Regions from separate parts of the Sus scrofa genome. Here region 2 is linked to region 1. A link is a contact called in public HiChIP or PLAC-seq data. All regions are on one chromosome and are shown on one strand. Each heading gives the region's core, a stretch centred on a gene start, on an enhancer-like site or on the middle of the called end of the contact. The rest is flanking DNA. Distances are from core to core; before and after follow the strand shown. Region 1 has its middle 24 kb from the start of PDK3. Region 2 overlaps PDK3 (pyruvate dehydrogenase kinase, isozyme 3).

What was found. HiChIP or PLAC-seq counts read pairs in DNA pulled down with a chosen protein or histone mark.
Region 2: an H3K27ac HiChIP or PLAC-seq map of alveolar macrophages shows a contact between it and region 1. The contact joins two enhancer-like sites. A contact is called at or near these places in 2 of 5 promoter capture datasets (fetal liver and liver), 26 of 47 Hi-C or Micro-C datasets (adipose tissue, alveolar macrophages, blood and 14 more) and 2 of 2 datasets of contacts at active chromatin or transcription factors (alveolar macrophages and skeletal muscle).

What each region holds. Positions count from the first base shown.
Region 1 is chrX:20,460,077-20,463,455 of Sscrofa11.1, forward strand. No RefSeq gene overlaps it. Among named protein-coding and RNA genes, the nearest start is that of PDK3, 24 kb to the right of the region's middle. Within about 2 kb of position 1,730, at least 3 of the 83 cell types and tissues checked have an H3K27ac peak or open chromatin away from gene starts, as enhancers often do. A contact at or near this core is called in alveolar macrophages, where this site is marked.
Region 2 is chrX:20,530,638-20,534,016 of Sscrofa11.1, forward strand. All of the region lies in intron 1 of PDK3 (pyruvate dehydrogenase kinase, isozyme 3), which reads left to right. Among named protein-coding and RNA genes, the nearest start is that of PDK3, 46 kb to the left of the region's middle. Within about 2 kb of position 1,689, at least 4 of the 83 cell types and tissues checked have an H3K27ac peak or open chromatin away from gene starts, as enhancers often do. A contact at or near this core is called in alveolar macrophages, where this site is marked.

The sequences.
Region 1 (3,379 bases), core at 480-2,979:
AAGTCTGGAGTTTCCTTTGTGGCTCATCGGGTTAAGAACCCAACATAGTGTCCATGAGGATGCAGGTTTCATCCCTAGCCCCGCTCAGTGTGTTAAGGATCTGGCGTTGCTGTGAGCTGTGGTATAGGTCGTAGATGCGGCTTGGATCCCGCGTTGCTGTGGCTACAGCTCCAATAAGACCCCTAGCCTGAGAACCTCTATATGCTACAGGGGCAGCCCTAAAAAAAAAAGAAAGAAAGAAAGAAAGAGCAAGTCCCTCTGTAGAAAAGCTCCTCACTCTGGGAGGGAGCATGGATGGGGCAGTTGCCACAGGTAAGCAGAGTATCGTGGAGAAAGGGCTTGGGCTTCCGGTCAGGGTTAGAGTTCATGTTGAGGTTGGGGTTAGGGCTCAGCGTTAGCGTTACGTCATAGGGTTTGATGTGAGAGGGTTGATGGTAGAGTTTGGTACTTGGATTAGGGTTAAGGGTTTGGGTAACCGTTAGAGTTAGGATCTGGGGTGAGGGTTAGAGGTTGGGATTAGGGTTGGCTGTTAGGAGTTAACGTTAGGTTAAGGACTGAAGGTTGGAGCTTAGGGTTAGAACTTAATGGCATTATAGAAACAGCTATTCTACAGGTAACGTAAAAAAATAAGCGAAGAACCTCCCTGAGTATGGGTAGGTATGTAAATGCACGGTCCTTTTGGGCAGGAAAGTGATGCTCTGCAAGAGTATTGCATGCCATCCCTGTGCTGGTGGCGTCACACACACATGCGCACATTGTTACGTACTTGTTGTCAGGTCCTGCTCGTGCCTGTATGTCCTCATGTGTCAGTCAGCTAGTGCAGCAACTGTGATGTATAATAAACCACCCTAAACTCATTCACTCTGTTCACACAGTAATTATTTATTCTTCCTTGTGCACCTGGCAATTGGCTTATCCAGACGAGCCTTGAAAAGGCTTGGTCTAAGATATAGTTGGATCTAGGACTACACCAAGGGCCTCTCACCCTCTTTGAACCAGCATGCTACCTGGGATGTGATCTGCTCACAACAGTGGCAGAAACACGAGAGAACAAGCCTAACCACAAAGGTGCATTTCAAGCCTCTGCCTGCATCCCTTCTGCTAACATCCCATTGGGCAAAACGTGCCACATGGCCAAGTCCAATGTCAATAGGATGGAGGAATCTACTCTACTTCTAGTGAGAGGAATTGAAAAGCCTTAGCACAAAGATTATGATGTGGGGAAGGATGAAGAATTGAAGACAATAAGGAAATCTGCCATACCGCACATTTACCAAACTGAATCACCCCAGGGATGAGCTTTGAACCCTAAACTCATCGTTCAAATCTGCTGAGCTAATAAGCTCTGAGCTCTATAGAGAGAGAAAGAGAATTGCTCTTCTAATATTCAGTATCAGAGTGACCAAGCCCCTCGAATCTTGTATCTCAGGATCAGACTTTTCCAGCTTTTTAAGGCCGTGTCATGTCTGGGCACATGTGGGAGGAGGCCCTGCCTCACTTCTCCATCATTGCTCAGCTATTCAGGGGTCTGACCTTTTTTTCCCCCCTGCGGGATTCCCTTGTCACACTTAGACATAGCACTTACCATCCACTATGGCTGCTACTACTTCTGTCCCAAGGGGTGACAACTGACAACAATTCTTTGACTAAACTTGAGTCAGTTTCCTCTGAGTTCTCTTTTTTTGTTTTGTCTTGCTGTGTTTTGGTTTTTGGCCACACCCATGTCATGTAGAAGTTGCCAGGCCAGAGACTGAATCTGAGGCCACAGCAATGACTCAAGCCACTGCAGTGACAATGCCAGATCTTTAACCGAATAAGCCACTGCAGTGACAATGCCAGATCTTTAACCCAATAAGGACAACTCCTGAGTTGTCCTTTTGACTGTGCCTTAACTGTATGCTTGGTCCTTAGCCTGCTTAGTCCAGTTTTAGCAAGAATCCTGCTGAGAAAGAGAAAGACAAATACTGTATTATATTACCTATATGTGGAATCTAAAATATGGCACAAATGAACCTGTCTACAGAACAGAAACTGACCCACAGACATAGAGAACAGACTTATAGTTGCCAAGGGGAGAGGGGGAGGGAGTGGGATGGACTGAGAGTTGGGGTTGGTAGATGCAAACTATTACATTTACAGTAGATAAGCAATGAGGTCCTACTGTATAGCACAGGGAACAATATCCAGTCTCTTGTGATAGACCATGATGGAAAAGAATATTAGAAAAGAATATTAAAAAAGAATATATATATATATGTGTATATATATATGTATATATATATATATGAATGACTGGGTCACTTTGCTGTGCAGCAGAAATTGGCACACTGTAAATCAACTATACTTTACTTAAAAAAGAATCCTGCTGAGTCAGTTTAGTGAAAATCCCCATCCTTGATGTCCGATCAGATTTCTCAGTCCTCACCCTCGCTATCTCTCATCACCCTGGCCTGCCTTAACCCAGAAACCTATTGTGTCATTCTAGCAAGAACCCCACTAGCCGTGATGTCTCCTCAAAGTAATTTTCCATCCATTGACCCTGCTCCTTGCCCATAAATCTCCATTTATCCATGTTGTGTTCAGAGTTGAGCCCAATTTCTCTTCCCTGCTGCTTCTTCCCCATTGCAGTAGTCCCCTTCTTCTTCTTCTTTCTTTCTTTCTTTCTTTTTTTTTTGTATTTTAGGGCTACACCAGTGGCACATGGAGGTTCCCAGGTTAGGGGTTGAATTGGAGCTGCAGCTACTGGCCTATACTACAGCCACAGCAACTCAAGATCCAAGCCCTATCTGCGACCTACACCACAGCTCATGACGATGCTAGATCTTTAACCCACTGAGCAAGGCTAGGGATCGAACCTGCGTCCTCATGGGTGCTAGCCAGATTCGTTTCTGCTGAGCCACAATGGGGACTCCCAGTAGTCCCCTTCTTGAAGCGTCTTCCTTACTGTCTTTTACAAATATCTGAATAATGTTTTATTTAACAGGGGTGAAAGGAGAAAGCACGGAATGCTGGGTGCTGCAATGTCACAGCATAGTGGGCACACACAGAAATGGCAGACCTGGGTTTGAAATCTACATATTTTGCTCACTAGTCTGTGATTTTGGGGAAGTGTCTCTGACTTTCAGTTCCCTCATTTGCAAAGTAAAGATAACTCTACCTGTCTCACAGGATGTTGTATGGTTCAAGTGATCAAGGTGGTTAACACCCAACGTGGTGCCCAGCACATAAAAGGCACTTGATACTGGTTTATTTTATTTTATTTTATTTTAGGGCCACACCGGCAGCATATGGAAGTTCCCAGGCTAGGGGGTCGAATTGGAGCTGCCGCTGAGAGCCTGCACCATAGCCACAGCAATGCGGGCCCATAAAGAGAGGCAGG
Region 2 (3,379 bases), core at 439-2,938, 71 kb after region 1:
TCTGGGGACCTCGGCAAACTAGTGCCACCTGCTGCTCGTGGAAGCCAGTTAAATCAATCTCTGAAGGTAGGGTCTAAGGGCTTCTATTTGTGACTTATCCAGGGGAATATAATGCGCGTCCAGAGTGAAGAACTGTGTTCCATCTGGTCGAAATTTTGCCCAAGAGCTGTCAACCGCTTTAGGGCATAAAGTCTGTGAGATGCTGAAGGTTGACAGTTAAGGAGTCCGTCAGCGTTCGTTGAACTTTCTGGATTCGGAATGAAGTGGGCAACTGAGAAGCGTTGAGGAATTGTCAGGGCATAGTTGCTGCTTTTGAGGAGCCAGGACACGCACATAAATATGTATAGGCTAGCCAGAATGTGTGAGTTCTGTGAGTTTGTGGCATGCTGCTTCTACCTTTCCCTTGGAAGTTTGTGGAATCCAGGTGTTTCTAGCTAAGCATGACGTGTTAACCCACTTATCTTTATCCAAAGCACCCCTGGAGGCTTTCTGGTTGAGAACTAACATGGCAGAACCAATGAAAAAGTGTCCTCTTTTTCTTGATTTCTAGCTCCTTTCCTTGGCCTCCCACTCCTGGCAGTTTTCCCTCCAGAGATGTGGCAAGACGTAAGATAAGTAGAGTTGGTGTTGGATAAATAACTGTAAAAGTGTAGAGATAGAAACCAAAATCTTAGCCTCTTAGATTGATTCAGTGGGCATTTGAGCTTCGAGATCATCTGTCCAACCTCCCCAGTTTTACCCACGAGGAAGTTGAAGCCCAGAGTGAAGAAACTGCCCAAACTCTCAGCTACTTGTCGACATAACATCTTGGCTGCTTCTTCCAAAGTGAGCCAGAAATTATTCTTTCGAGGAGGCAAATAGAACTTACCTTCGTGTACCATTCTCTTCCAGACACAGAAGTGGGCAAATGTAGCTGTAATTCTTACAGCACCCAGGTTGAAATAATTTCTTGGTTGAAGACGCTGAAGCTGAGATGATTTAGGTATCTTGGCTAAGCAAAGTTAGGAGCAAAACCACAGTTAACATTCAGGTAGATTGGGGAGTTCCCTGGTGGCTCAGTGGGTTAAGGACCTGGCATCTCCACTGCTGTGGTGTGGGTTCCATCCCTGGTCTAGGAACTTCCAAATGCCATGGGTGTGGCCAAAAAGACCCCCCCCCCACCTTTAAAAAAAATTCAGGTAGACTGAGCTTTTAAATGTATGCTTTTTTCTTTCAACATAATATACCATTTCTTTCCACCTAACATACCATTTCCCCAATGCAATTCTTTCTAGCAAACAGAGTCTCTATTAGTAATGCTGGGATTTTTGTCTAAATTTTATCAGACAGGAAATTCCGTAATTAATGTTTGTCTAGCCTTCTCATTAAGAACTCTGCTACCTCCTTCATTTACTTACACTGAATCAATTCTTATCCTGAAGGCCTATCCTTGTGAGTCTGCCCATTGTCTCTCTCTGGGAATATGATAACCAGTCTGTGTGGACTTGTACTCAAGGCTTGATTTCTGGTGCCTTCCACCAGTGCAAGCCTGGACAAATCACTTAATCCCACTGCACTTCAGCGTCCTCACCTACAAAACCAACGATAGCATCAAATCACAGGCCTCTTGCACTCATGTCAGATCGTGCAGCACAGTGCAAGGCACATGGGAGGTGCTCAGGAGACGTTGGGTGTGCTTGTATTAGGGGAAGTTAGTGACATAGCATTTCCTGGATGATATCAGCTTCCTGCTAAGAATAAAAACTGCATAGGGAGCGCTTAACCTTGAATGTTAATTATTTTCAAGTTTGTTGGCTGAAGGTCCCAGCTATATAAACTGATCATTTTCCAAGAAACATAGCACTTTCAGCTCATTTGTGCTTTGAGCGTGACTGGCTTTGGATCTTCTTTATTCACTGTAATGGTTAACTTAACTTTTTGCCTCAATTAACTTCAACGATGAGCGCAGCGTGACCGTTACTGAGCTGTTCCTGCTTCCATGACAACAAGACATTCTGTAACTCACCAGTGCACCATTAGGACTTGATCCTCAACCCCCTCCTGGAATTAGGTTGATGCGGATCCGTGTGGTGGCTCAGGCTAGGATTCTTACGGGCTGTAGCCGATCAGAGCTCTGTTCGTGATAGCAGATCTGAACCCACCCGTGCCTTTTCTCTCCACGCTCTAGCCCGACACACCTGCCTATCTAGCTTTTGGCTCCTCCTCCCCTAACTATAAGGCTGGGAATACCCCTAACCAAATATGTAGGATGAAGTGATCTGTCTTTAAGCGGAATTTACCATTACCGGCAAAGGTTACCTTGAACCCCTGAGTTTTATTTGCTGTTGTAAGTTTCTGCTGAAACTTAGTAGGTATTTTAATTTTCCGTTCTAATCAGGAAATATTAGACACCTCCAGTGTTCCAGGTATTGTGCTAACGGGCCCTTAAGTGGCTGAGGGTGATGGCAGAGGGGTTGCCCAAGCCAAGGGCACAAATTGTGGGCCCGTGTTGAAATCCACTTACAACTTCGTTTGGCCTTACCTGGAGTACAGAGGGGCAGGTGTCTCACTCATCCCTTTTGGACACCTATACTCAAAAGGGTAGACAGAGTCTCTCATTAGAGAGAGGATCCAAATGCTAGTGGACATCACTCAATTTCTCTCTGCACAAACACGGATCTCCTTCAGGGGAAGCTCTAGTAACCCTCATCTACCTTAAGAACCCCGTGTCATGACCATCCTATACCTTCTTTTTTACAAAAGCCTCAAAGACCATTACATGAAGGTAGCATAGGCTTTAATCCCATTAGGAAGAGCTACGTGTAGTAGCACAATCTGTCTAAGATTTTTTTAATTTTTTTTTTTTTTAGAATAGAATGGCTCTAGTAGGGTTTTTTTTTCCTTAAAGTAATAGAATGGTTCTAGTTATAGAAAGACCTTTTTCAGAAGACTGCTTTTTTTTTCTTTCAAAACTCTTTTTAATGACTATGTATCTCCCCATGTAAATATGTAGTATTGTAGTTTATTTCACCATTCCCTTATCATTGGATATTTAGGTTTTTTACAGTGTCTCTCCCAAACTTTTTATTTGGAAAAATTTCAAACCTTAGGAAAAAACTAGAGAACAGTACAGTCAACACCCATGTCTAGCACCTAGATTCACCAGTTACGTTGCTGTATTTGCTTTTTTTCTCTTCCTCTTCCATTTGTCTGTATCCCTAACTTTCCCTCTCTATACACACCTTTTTGAATGAACCATTTGAGGGTAACTTGCAGATTCAATGACTACCTGTATATATATATAGATAGAGAGAGAGAATATATATATATAGTCTAAGCATAATAATATTTTCCTAGTAACCATAACTATCACACCTGTAGAATTTATCATTGATATTAT